Linked DNA regions of Drosophila melanogaster: region 1 is linked to region 2. Evidence: chromatin contacts called from public targeted proximity ligation data. All regions are on one chromosome and are shown on one strand. The core of a region is the stretch at or near the end of the contact, and the rest is flanking DNA. Distances in the headings are between cores, read along the strand shown. Region 1 holds the start of Nplp2 (Neuropeptide-like precursor 2). Region 2 holds the start of caps (capricious).

Region 1 (6,938 bases), core at 751-3,250, 130 kb before region 2:
CTGTTTGCTGCAGTGCCGAGGAGGAGAGTTTTCCAACTTGGTTGTACTCCCATAACTCCGCAGAGCAGAGCATCGCATCGCATCCCACCCGCTCATATCTGGCCACTTTCTTTGCGATTGTTTAGCAGTAGTTAATACAATTTTAATAGATAAATAATTAAAAAACGAACTAAAAGCACTAAAAAATAAACTCCTACTTTTCTGAACGGTTTAGTTTTAAGAACATATTTCATATTTCATTCATTTCACAAATTTTGACAATTCACCATTCCATTCACAGTTCGAATCGTTGAGTAAACCAGTAACTCACGGCGGGTTTGAATAAGACAACCTTCTAGAAGTGAAACAAAAACATTTATAAATTTCACGCAACAATGCCATAGAAATTGGACAAGGATGTCCGTTGATGGGAGCACACAGGTAAGCACGACTACATAATATATGTCTAAGCAACAATTTGGCAATATCCGCCTTTGCAAACTTCCGTTTGTGCAACCCACATTTTTGGCCCAAAGCTCGATACGAAATCCCTTGGAAGAAGCAAAAATCCACTTTGGTATTATGCAATCGTGCGCGGCGATGAAGTTAGATTGGGCGATCGGAGGGGATTCCCCGAGATGCGATGCCGTACAAATGCCAATACATTATTCATGGTTTCGAAAGCCCTCACATTTCGTCCTCCATTCCCCGAGTTGGCTGCGCCAAACAGGTGTGCAAAATAGCTGACAAATATTTCACGCGTGCTACCGTTTCAAAGCCAGTTGTTCTTACGAAACTCAAATCATGGCAATAATTTTTGATTTTCTGCAATTTTCTTCGAAGAAGAGCGAGATCAGCACTCTTCAGCATCTAAAATCTTTAATAACACAGTGAAAACGGTATAGAAAAGTTCCATAACTTAGCTTGTAGGAAGTGCAATTAACCATTTTCGGTGGCCGTACTAATAAAAATTGGCATAATTATAATAATTTTATCCTAACCAAGTCAAATTCATGCGTGGAAGCATATTTTCTCAGAATAAAAGAAATATAAATAAAAAAATCATCTTTCAATCTAAACATCTCAATTTTACCAATTTTAAGGTAATAAAATAGCTATTCTAGAAAGTGGAATGGAAAAATTTTTTAAAGTAATAGGCAAATATATGTTTTTGTGCTAAAAACAATTAACGTTTTAATTTCATTTTTTAGTTTTCATGTATGTAACAACTAAAGTTAAAGTTAAAACATTTATTGGAGTCGTTTTCAATGTAATGATATATGGCCATCCAACAACGTCTTAGGTGGATGCGGCTGGTGCCTGAAGAAATGTTTCGTTAAGTTTTTGCAGACCCTCCTGCACGGTATTTAATCCATCCTTGAAGAGACCCTACACAGAGAGAAAAGTTGTTAGTTAGAAATTCGTAAATACTTTATGGAAAATACGTATGTAGTGGATAGAATGAGTTTTAAGCGTCTCCACGAAAAATGACTATTAATTACTTAGAACTCGCTTTATTTTTGATATGATTGCTTTATAATTACCTCAACCTTCTTCGCGTCCAACGCCTTCAACTTTTCAATGAATTCGTTGAAATCACCCTGGGCCTTGGTAAGAAATTCTTGGGCAGGATTGGATTCCTCACGGGGGACGCGGGCGGACAGAGCCAACTGAAATCAAAGTGCCACATTGTAGTTTATCTCTGAAAATAGGTCCTGCATCTGTGTGCCAGGACTTTGAGCATTTTACTTACGGCGAACAGGGCGAACACGAGGATGCAAATTGCGAGCTTGGCCATTTTTGTGTTGGTTTTTTGTAACTGCTGCGGAACTCTGAACTAGAGAACGATGACTTGAGTACTGATTGAACCTCTGCCAAACTACTCATAACGACACCTCGTTTTGCGCCGCAGCCGGCCGAATTTGAGACCGGCTTATCGGCACTAGGAAGGCCGAGCGTTTAGAGCTACGGAGCTGACCCGTGATAAGCGTACTTTTTTCCGTAGCATGCTGGAATAGATTGCTTCGCATAACAGCTGAGCGTTTGCTTGGCTCAAGAATGTCTACATTTGTTTAGTCACAGAAGATAACCGCTTTATGCAACCGCCAAATAGTTAATCTCTGTAGGACTTAATGGTATTGCCCTATCCTCGAATCCAGTATTCTAGCACTTGGCCCGTAACAAAGATTTAAATATATAATTTAAGAATATTTTTAATTTGAATTTCAACAAGAAATAATTATGGAATTACCACTGTATAAATTTGGAATATACATATCCTACAATGTGTGCTTATCATTTCAATGGCTCGCATAGCTAAGCTGTTCTGAAGGCCTTTCGATCCAGCAATCGGAATTGTTTATCTACTTTTATTTGTTTTTTTCATTAAAGACCAAATATTTTAATATTTCTGTAAGCATTTTTTTTAGTTAAATATATATTTATATATAGTTAAAGTGAAGAGATAACGCTATAGTCGACTTTCTGTACGAGTAACAGGTATATAGTCAATTTTATTTTATACTATAATTTCCATTTTACCGGCTATCAATGCAAAGCACGTGGCACGTGATAAGGTTTTTTTTAAATGCTTTTGATAAGGCGCCCTACATTCGAAATTATGTAATTGCGCAAAATAAATATTTATAATACCGAGTATTAGAAAATTTGACGAAGCAACCCGGAAATTTCCAACGCGAAGCTAAGTTGGAGAAATGCAAATGCGATTGGACTTGGGCAAACCAAACAACGCTTTCAGAATATTTAGACAGAGCTACTCTTGTAGACTTTGGATATCAAAAACGTAAATTTAGCATGGTGAACTCATCTTAAAAGGCGAATAGAAATAACGAAACACTATTATCAACATAGATGCTGCGGTAAAAAAACTGAACTAACAAAAATAGTGTATTCTGTAGCTCACCTCCAGGGGTTAAAGTAATTTAAATGATGAATTCGCATATTTAGTAAAGAAATTACAGTTCTCTGGTTTTGAAAGCTGAATAGATAAGGGCTTACTGCTCGGAGTAAATCCGAAGATTACGTAATGGTTAAAAGAGGTAATAATAATTAGAATAATAGTCGTGTATTGCCGTATTTTTAGCGTAATCACGATATGATAGCCATATAAAGTGACAATCGGGGTTTTTTATTTGTATTATATTGCAACAGTTTGATCTCTCGGATCAACTCTCGTGTCTTCAAGGGCAATTCATTAAAACAATAAATGTGAAGTGCGATGCTGAAGGGTTTCCCCCAACTTAAGCCCCAAAAGTAGTTAGTCAAGAGTAGAGTTTGTTTCGGGAGCAACGAACTAAACAGCAAACAGAGCTCAAAGTGCACGACTTTATGCCTCGTTTTCGTAATTTTCCCCAGACACAAACAAACCCAATTAAGTGGCAGCACGAGTCAGAAGACCCAGACCAGATACCCAGAACCACTAATAAATTTTCATTTGGCGGAATGAAAATATTTAATTGCAATTTCGCCAAGTGGCTAAAACTTAGCCCCACGGTCTGGTCTGTTGGTTGGTCGGGTTGAAGTTCTCCTAGGGCACCGAACTGAGGATATGCTCCGGCACTGGCGGATGACATTGGGGCAGGGGTGGACCCAACGTGGGGTAGGTTCGCAGACGGAGCAGCTCCAGAATCGTCTGCAGTTCCAGCACATGGGCGTAGTTGCGGCGGACATTCTCCATGAGCTGCCGATGGGTCTTAATCTGCGACATTCTGCGGTGGAAAGAGAACATATGTTTTAAATATAAAACTGTTTGATTTTTGCATGAAATTCGGTAATTAGCCCGAAATATGAGCAGTGGTAAAAATACTTTTTACTGTAGCCAACAGATAGATAAGTTTCTTCTTATTTTCTGATAAGTATGACAGCAACTTTTAAATGCAACATTATATTGGCAACGTACTAGTTTTGATAGCTTTAAAAGTCAACTTTTGCGAATTTAGATGAACTTTTGCTAGCAGTTAGCTGTCCAATTAATTTTGATTACAGTGCTCGGTGACACAGTTTAGATTCTACTGGAGAGGTTATCTTACCGCTCCCGCTGCTCGCGATCCCGCTTGTCCTCCATCATCGTATCGCGCAAAGTGTTTTGGAAAGTGACGTCTACCTTGATACGCTCGATTTTAAAATCGATGGCATGGTTGCTGCGCTTTATCTCCAAGGTCTGTGCTTTTACCGCATCGATTTTGATGTTACTTCCGTTTGGGCACAGATTAGTTTTCAGTTGGGACATATAAGACTTATAAGTGACTTACACACGATCGATGTTTTTCCTGAATACTGCTATCTTTTGTTCGATCACTCGTTCGATAGCTCCGGCTATATACTTCTGACGTTCTGTCTTAACCTTTTCCCAATTGCGAAGGATGTTAAGGAACTCCATTGAAACTTTGCATTTCTCGATGGCATCCAGCATGTACTTCAGATACGCTATATTGGCCTTGTACAACTTGTGTTCCCATTCCTTGAAGATGACCTGACGCCTAAATACTGCCACTCTTTGCATGGCTTTAATCTTCTTATTTCCAGCTTCCTGCATTTATTAAGGTTGATAATTTTAAAAATCACTCATTCTTTGCTATGATTGCTCACCTGAATTTGGCGATTCACATCGTTGATGTCATCCACATGCATGAGAACTGTGTTGGAGAGCTTTGTAAACTGGCCCATAACCGAGACCTCAACTTGACCCATTGTGAGGGTCAACTGGATGGTCATGTTTCTCATCTTTTCTAGCTGAAGCAGGAAAATTCATTGGGGTTACTCCAGCAATATAATATTTAAACTTGCGAAGATTAAGCAGAAACTTTTTTGAAACAATAAAATAATGTTTATGCGTTGTGGAAACATACAAATTTTTTAAATTGCTTCCTTCAAGCAGCATATTTCTTAAGAGTGGAAGGCTTTCCGTAGTTCGTTACAACACTTACGTATGTTTGGATGCTATCTTCGGAATTACGTTGAGTCAGGATCTTGGACTCCTTGAGCGCTGCGAGGTCCTTGTTAAGGACACCCAGGAGGGCTTGGCTGTCGAGCAGCTGGTATCCAATACCCTTCAGTCGCAACTCGCTCTCAGTCTTCTGGCGACGCAACTTGACAAAGGCGTCCCAAGACTTGGGATCCACATTCGGCGGACACTGTTTTGGTTGATCGAACTCGGCGAGATAGTTAAGGAACTCTAGGACGTCGTCGGGCAGAGGAAATGGAGTACGATGACTGGGCTTTCCGCTCAGCTTGTTCGAGGCCTCCATGCAGATGAGTACCGAATTGAAAACCTTACCGGGCAGTTTGGGTCGCTTCTTGAAGAGCTTTGTCATCTCGTGGGTGGCATGTGGAACTAAAGGTAAGAACTGGCTTCGAAACTGTCGTTCGACGGCTCGATCACGGGTCTGCTGAGCCTCCAGTCGCGTCTTTACATCTAGAAAAGCCTTGTCATAGAAATCGAGTAGGTTGCTATACCGCGTCATATAGTCGTTCAACTTGTCGATGTCCTTGCGGAACATGTTGTAGCGTTTTCGCATTTGAACCCTTCCGAAATTGATCTTTTCGAGGGTGAGCATGCGCAGTTGCCCCTGTTTGAGGGCAAAATCATATTTCAGTTTTAAGATCATCAGTTCAGCTACGCGTTGGTTGAGCTTTAAAATCTGGGAGGCTTTGAGGGCCAACGTTTTCTCTTCGTTCTCATGCAGGATTCGAAGGTACTTTCGACGGTCTAGTTCCAATAGATGAACTGCCTCCTCGTAGGCGCGGAAGATCTTCTGCTCCTCGAGATTAAACTCGTGCGGCTGCTTCTTTTGCATGAACTCTGGCTCAGGGATGTCCTTCTTGATCTCCTCCTCCCACAGTTTCTCCAGCACCCCGTCCATCATCACTATGAGAGCCCGAGCCCAGAACTCTTTGCTCCAAAGAAGCAGTCTTCCCTTCTTGCCACCAGTGTCGATTGTCTTTGGCTTTCGGCGGTTTATTGCCTTAACTTCAGAGTCGTCCACTTCCATGATCTGCTTGATTACCTCATCCTTTGCAAGCGATGGAACCGTCAGTTCAGGTGGCTTGAACTGATCCATATTGAGCAGACGCAGCATAATGTTCATATTGTCGTAGATCTTATTGAGCACCACGTTAGTGTTCATCACGCTGTCGATGGTGTCCTGCTTGAGTTGCTGAGCCTCGTGGAAGAGTTTGTTGAACTCCTGTTTGAGCGGATCGTTTAGATAGAATCGGATTTTGCAGTTATAGTTAAACAACTGGTTCGAGGTCACCAGGTTCTTGTCCTGCAACTGAAAAACAGGCGCCATTATGTGCTCGTAGACACTGGGTCCCTCCACCACAAATGGCTTGAGCTCGCGCAATCCTTGAACCACTTCCACGGTCTCCTCCTCGTCCACCTCGCCATCTTCGATGGCAGCAGGCGGACCATGACCGCCTGCGGCCGGAGCAGGCGGTTCCTCCTCCTCGAATGAGCCTAGGGAGAGTCGTAAATGGTCTTCCAGGTCGTAGAATCGGTATTTATCGAACTCTGACATTTCAACTTTCCTCCGCACGGAGAAGCTCTCGAAGTTCGCATCTGCAAAAATGGAGCGAACACGATAGTTAATGCTCACCGCATCGCGGGTTACCAGGCGTAGAATCCAGTCGCGAATCCTTGACTGATCTGCAATGGCACGTTCTAGTGATTCTCGTTCCAAGGCACAAAGTTTATGGGCCTCCTCCGTGAGAGCATCCAGCCAGCGATAGTGGAAGCAGAACTTCTTGAAGATGCCTTGCGTTTTGCCAGTCTTAGAGATATCGTAGTCGATTAGCGCCGTCACCTTGGCGGCAAAGTCCTTGATGATGGTAAACAGCTTTTCGCGCTTTGCTAAGTCCGCCCGGGTGTACTCCTCTTTAACTTCCTGCCGCTGACTCAGTGGCACGAACATATCCACCTTGTGGATTATCTGCTCCAC
Region 2 (6,646 bases), core at 1,754-4,253:
ATTACCTACCATTTATGTTTACCACCACACTTGCCACATCGCACAAGGCTCCCGAAAAATATTGCCCCATGTTAGCCAACATAATTTGCCCAATCCTTGCATAACTTTTTCTAATCTTACCGAATTTCAGTCATCGCAATATGTTTATGTTTATGTCTAACGTGGAAGACATCGTCGGCGTCAATAATTACAGAATCGAAGATATATATATATATATATGTACATATACCCATATACCACACATAAAAAGAGAAAGATAGAGCGGGATGCCAGCTCCCGCATCTCTTGAGTTTTCCTCGACTTTTTTGGGGCAGGCACGCCACATGCTTTTTAACCTTGATTAAGTTGACGTTCTAATGATGCTGCTAATGGTGGCAATGATGTTCTTAATGATGATGCCACTGATGATGATGCCGCCGATGGGATGGGGCTGCTGAAGATGCTGCCGCAACATCATTAACAACATTATCAGCAACAACAAAGGCGGAGGAAAACTTCACGAGTATTTTTTGTTTTTAATTGCCGCCTGGCACTTAGCTAATGTAATTTATATTACATCTAGCTGCCGCTCTAAAAGCTTTAAGTAGCTAAAAAGGAAGAACCAAAACACCAGCAACAGCCAAAGTGCAGCATCCAAAAGTCTTGGAGGTTGTAAAAAGAAGTGTGAGCTCGCTCGAAAGACGTAAAGTTTTGTTTATATTTACCTAACATTGTACTTGAAAGATATTTTCGTTCTTTTCTTTTCTCTTCCACCTTTGGTTCTGACTCAATCGCTCTGCCCCTTCTATTTGTTTATCTAATGGCTAAAAAATATTTAAGCTGTAAAATTTGTAGCTCTCTGATGGCTAAAACCTGCTGCTTATTCCTTCGGTTTCCTATTTACGAAGGTCATAAATACCTTCGGGTCAGTGAGTGAGAAGTAAAAGGTTCGATTTCGACTCGGAATCTACTTCATCCTGAAGTCTGAAAACAGTTGCCATAATTTCAATTTATGCAAAAGTGGGTGTGGGGGCGGAGTGACCTGTCCCACCTGCCCCGCATATTACCTGGCTTTTATCTTAAATGTTTTTTCCTGTTGGTAATTAAAAAGTTTTCTGTTTCAGACCCAGCTATGTACATAGCTTCCCCTGCTCAGTTGTCTGCTTAGCTAATGCAGGTTGGAAGTTTTCGGCTTCGGCCTTGGCGTTTTCGGGCCTGATAACAACAGAGAGTGGGAGCTTTAATGAGTGGGGATTTGCTTTAAGATTTCGCCTCGAGGTTGTTCTCAGATGGAGATAATGAAGGTCACCAATAGAAGATGGAAGCACAGAGTGGAAGGCGCAACATAAAGATAAGCTCGTATTAAAATAATACAAAATCGTTTCTATGGGGATGATCATCATTGAAATAGTTTATAATGTCGGAATATTGTTTATAAATACACAGTAACTCTGAAACCCATAAGGTTACAAAGCTTATTTGGTTTAATGCCGCTAAATATTTTTGTTCTTCTACAGCCATTTCCTTGAAGTCTTCTTGAGTTCGGTCCAAACTGTATACACCTTTCGAATTCCTCGAACTTTAGTACATCCCAGCATCTTAGACTTACGCCAGCTCACGTCTAACCCATTCCCAGTTGGCCAGGCCAGTGGGGCCAAGTTGACATTCCTCAAAAGTGTCAACGAGAAAGGCCCACAACACGAGACATTCGGACCGCTCAGCCGCCCAGTCGGCCAGCTGCCCGAGCCTCCAAACTGAGCCCCACCTCGTTCATTCATAAAGATCCACATCTCCATAAAGAGGGGCAAGCAAACACGAGTCCAGGCAGCACCTAACAAGTTCCCGGAATCGCACAAACCTCGAAAAGTTCTTTAAGTTTTTCGCTCTAACGAAACCTGTTCCCCAGACAGAAACCCCAAAATTGAGACGGCTGGCCCTGGACGGAAACTCCGAGCGAGTCTGCGGCCCGAGACATAATTAATGATTTCAAAATTTCACAACGAAAACTCATAAAACTTATCGATCGAACATTGAAACAACAGCAGCAATAAAAGAAAAGAGAATGTCATGCTGCTGTCAAGGCGTTTTTCTGGCCTTAAAGAGCTTCTTCATTAAGTGTAACGGTAATATCTGATAAGGTCAATCTTTAGTTATGCATTTTATCCTGTTTACACACTATTTTAAACAAATTATAGTAAAACAACCAATTTACGCCTTAAACTAGCTATTTTTTAGCTATGTAGCGTATGCTCTAAAGTTATTCATATGTGAGGTAACGTAAATTTGCTTAGATTATTGATTAAAATTCAATGGTTATCAATCAAAATATTACTAAATTAGCCCTATTTCAGTCTAGTTGTATAGCAATATTCTCTCCATCACTAAAAACCATTTTTCTTCTTTTTCATACTGAATATCAGTATTTTCTTCTAACTATATTAAAATATATTTAAAATGCTGCGCACCAAAAACAAAAAAGTAAATATAAGGTATTAACTAAACTAATTAATATCAGTACTAAACTTAGTAACATCACAGCACAGAATAATAATTAGGCACCAAACGAAGGACTTACCGCGATAATTTTGGCAATTCGTGGCTAGTTTGTTAGCACGCACTGTTGTCAAAACAAAAATGTTAGCCCAAACACAACGTTAACCGAAAGCACAGCTACAAATCTTTGAGATACTATTTGGCGGATAGTCTCCTCGCTTTTTGTTTTCATTGATGAAGAAGCGGCGCGGGCATTTCATTAATTCTGCACACACGTTTCGCCGATGACGATTGACGATTGACGATTTTGCTATTTGCGATGACCCGCGTGCCCCGCCCACAAAAAGCAAGTTGCCCGCACAACAACAACAGCTACAACAGCGACCGACCGATGGTGGTGGTGGGTGGGAGAGGAGGTTGAAGAGAAGGGTGAGAATTTGCACGCGCGAATCTGCTGAGCTGTCTGCTATAAGGAAATAACGGTGCGCTCCACAATGTGTCCAAACACGTTCACGATTTTTTTCGAACTAACGCTGTATTGTATCTGTGTACGCCACGAACTTCAAAACCTCGATTCTCAGCCGCTGTTAAGTGCCGAAGTGAGCTAACAGAACACGAGAGCGGGAGAGCAAGACCACGAGGCAAACACATACACATACGAAGAGAGTGTGATTGTGTGCAACAGCACGAACGCATACTTCGGCTTTTTGTGCAAAAATCATATGGGATGCTCTCTCGCTCAGATAACGGGGCTTATCTGAGCCGGCAAGACTCAAGTTGGATTCTCATTGAGTCAGATAAAGTGAGACTGGATGGTTTGAAACCACGCTAACTAAAATATCATCTCAAAGGACTGAGTTTTGAAAGGATCTAAAGTTATATTGTATAAGTATTGTTATCCAGATTGAATTAACATTCAATCATATTTTGTTCGATATATACAGGTTTTCAATAAAGAAATAAAAGAAATTTTCATACCCTTTATCAAGTACCCACGAAAGTTTTGGCTATAAATTCATTGCAGAGCCTAATACAATTTCTTATCAAGCCGTAAACAAAAGAAAATCTTTGATTTTCCATTAGTCCTATCTCCCCCCATTTTCTATCCAATAAGATGTCGTACTTCCGCCGCCCACAGCTAATTAGCCTTCACCGCTCACATTGACCGGTCCCAATTAGCCCTGCCCATAGAGGCTCCAATAAGTTCATTGCTCGCCCAGCACACATATGTAACTTTCTTATCAGATGCGATGCTAAGTAAAATAAATAAATAAAAAAGAACCAACAACAACGACATGTAAATCTGATTTTTTGGGAGCGGTTGCAGCAGAGACACCAATAACGCCTAAAATGAATGCAAATGGAGCAGTCAAAGATAAACAGAGAGGAAAATTGAACGGAGAACCGGCACCACTCTCTCGCTCTTAGATAAAATTCCCAACTCGATTGGGTTTCCACCAATTTTCTCTCTCGGAAAACCACACGCGTTATCTGGCTCTCTTTCATAGTTCGCCTAAGCGCGGCTAGATGGCGCCAATGTGCTGCCGAAGTGCGAATTGCATTTCAGATGCTTTTTGTTTACCAACGAAAAAGTGGGTGGTGTTTGTACGGTGAAAGGGGGGAGGGGGGTGTCGGCAAATGCGGTTGCATTCTTGGAAATGTTTGCAAAAACCGTCGCCGGTTTGCTGCTACCACAAATGCCGCGTAATCACTTTTTGCGACTACGTCGACGTCACCGGAAGTTGCAACACGTCGCCGTCTACGCACACAAACGTAAAAACCTACATACGATGCATATGCCGTTAATGCCGAACTGCCACACCCCAGCAATTGCAAATTTCATCCCACCCCATGCCAACGCCTTGCAAATTTTCAAAAAAAAAGAAAATCGAGGGGGAAAGAAAGTTGGGAACCTTCGGTGGAGTTGAGTTATCGCTCGCAGTTTCATTGTACGCCCCCCACCACCCACAATCTTTGCACTCTTTTTGTGAACACATGTGTGAACAACTGCAGTCGGCAAACCACCCTTTTACGTACACTGAGAAAAATATCCGATATATTCTGCAAATTAGTATTGGCCACGTCTAAAAATTTAAAATTCAAAATTTATTATAATGAAAGAAAAATTCTGTAGTCCAAATAAAATCAATTCTTTTGTTAGTATAAGTAGTAGCACAGAGTGCACTCTCACATGGTCGCAAGTGCAATTTTTGTTTCAGTGTGATTGCTGCTGCCCCCCTGCATCCTCGGGCGGCGATTAATCATGAAAATTCACACAGAAAATATCCATTAGATACGAATTAAGACATAATTGAGAGTGCAGGCAACGTACACGTACACTCAAGAACCTGCAACGAAAATGCAGTGGAAAGGGGTGGCAGGGGGTTGGTGTTTTCCTCCCCGTGTGCAGCGACATAAATGCGAGAGGCTGCCTCAAGTGCCAGCGACATATTTATGATCCCTGTTCGGGCACAAAAAAAAAAAATGATTATGCGATGAAAATGCCCCAAGGCCCGCACATTAAACTCCCATTGTTGAGCGAACGAACGGATTGCAAACGGCTTCAAGAGTCGATGAGCAGCAGCGTTGGCTTTAATTACAGTTTGAGTGGCACTGGAGAAGGTCCTTGAAGGAGTTTTTGATACGCTGGCGTTGTGCCGCATCGCAGTGCCACATTTTTGGGGGATGCACTCCACCGATCACACGAGCAAATAGCTTAGAAAATGACGCATTCACGCCACTTCACTACACTTAGCTTAAAAATTAACTGCAAACGAGGCATTTTTGCATAGTATTTGTATTTAGGTGGTATTTGATACTTAGCAGTTATATAAAGGTGTAAATTGTTTTAATATGCTACCTATGCTTTCAACGAACCTACCAAGGTAAAAAGGGCTTAAAGTTCAAAGTACAGTTACGGTCGCTAGCCGCTTGCAGTGTTGGTTAATGCCATCTAATTCGAACACCTGTTGGAATGCACCCACTCCACCGCTCACATCAATGTCAATTTGTCGCTGCCACACGTGGCAGCTACAAGAATTTTGTAAATGCAAAAAAAAGCGCACTAAACACGAAACAAAAATGAAAATGTGAAAAAACCAAGCCATTTGTGCCGCTCTGCAGGCAAGAAAATGCCCAACAAGTGAGGCGAACAAGTGTTATATGACAGTTCTTCGACATCCAACTGTGATTTTCGGATTTTTCCCCAACTCAAATTGTTTGTTTGTTGCTCGCTTACACAAAAGCTACGTCTGTTTGCCGGTTTGTAATGTGGAATGTAAGTTTTTGTATGTTAATTTGATTTCGGTGTCAAATTTGAGTTTTTTTTTGTTTCTTTTGGCCTTTTGTGTGTTTTTGTTATTTCCCATTTTGTATGGCCTGCACTTGGGCTGCGCTTTTATGGCCCCATTGTTGTTGTTCCATCGAGTTTATAGCATGTAGCATATAGCATATAGTAATTGCTCGACCCGATTCCCCCGAACAATTTGATCCCCCGCTCGATGTCAATCCGCTTGGGGTTTCGCTTTTCAATGTGCGCACTTATGTCTTTATTGACAACGCCGCAATAACATAAATAATTTATTACAACCGTCATTGAACAATTTGTAAATGGCCAAAAGAAATCTCGGCCTGCAGCACACGGCAACCTCAAAGATACAGAGACAGTGGGCATATGTATCCGTTGGATATGCACAAGTGTCTCGATGGTTATTCCAATGCGCTGCTTGCTTCTGATTTGCATTTATAGAGTGCATTTGAGGTAAACGAAATCCATCGAAAAAATGAATCTGGCTGAGCTCAAAGCTATTTGAAGGACTCTTCGGGTGTTTGATGCACTTCAATGATGGCGAATTTAATTGAGTTAGGTTCCGTTCACATGTGCAATTATTTGTGTCTGGCGGGATTCATTCTATTCATTTCGCAAATAAATCGTTTTAATTGATGTAAATATTTGCATTTGGAATATGCACAGCAGCAAATGCATCAACTCGTTGAGTCGATGAAGTGGTCATAGGTCATAAATGTTGAATTCAATATTAGTACTTGGAAACTTTTCTTTGTTTACTAAGTGCAGGCATTGTTTTCGACTGTGAATATTTATTAAAAAGGGTAATTTCTAAGATTCTTTTTGAGTACGATATGCATTTTAAATTTATTTGTTGAATGATGTATG

Evidence for each region.
Region 1: a targeted proximity ligation map of the S2 cell line shows a contact between it and region 2, with 8 times the contacts expected there. A contact is called at or near these places in 5 of 107 Hi-C or Micro-C datasets (the Kc167 cell line, the S2 cell line, central nervous system and 1 more) and 3 of 7 datasets of targeted methods (the Kc167 cell line and the S2 cell line).

Annotation. Positions count from the first base shown.
Region 1 is chr3L:13,351,438-13,358,375 of dm6, reverse strand. Nplp2 (Neuropeptide-like precursor 2) reads right to left here and starts at 2,000. Exons shown (of 3, transcript NM_001300130.1): 1 at 1,733-2,000; 2 at 1,524-1,649; 3 at 1,153-1,368. The coding sequence starts at 1,777. The coding sequence ends at 1,279. CG17687 reads right to left here. Exons shown (of 9, transcript NM_001382040.1): 5 at 4,926-6,938; 6 at 4,588-4,731; 7 at 4,251-4,528; 8 at 4,029-4,190; 9 at 3,436-3,707. The coding sequence ends at 3,527.
Region 2 is chr3L:13,225,049-13,231,694 of dm6, reverse strand. It overlaps caps (capricious), which reads right to left and starts at 3,003. Exons shown (of 4, transcript NM_168540.3): 1 at 2,555-3,003.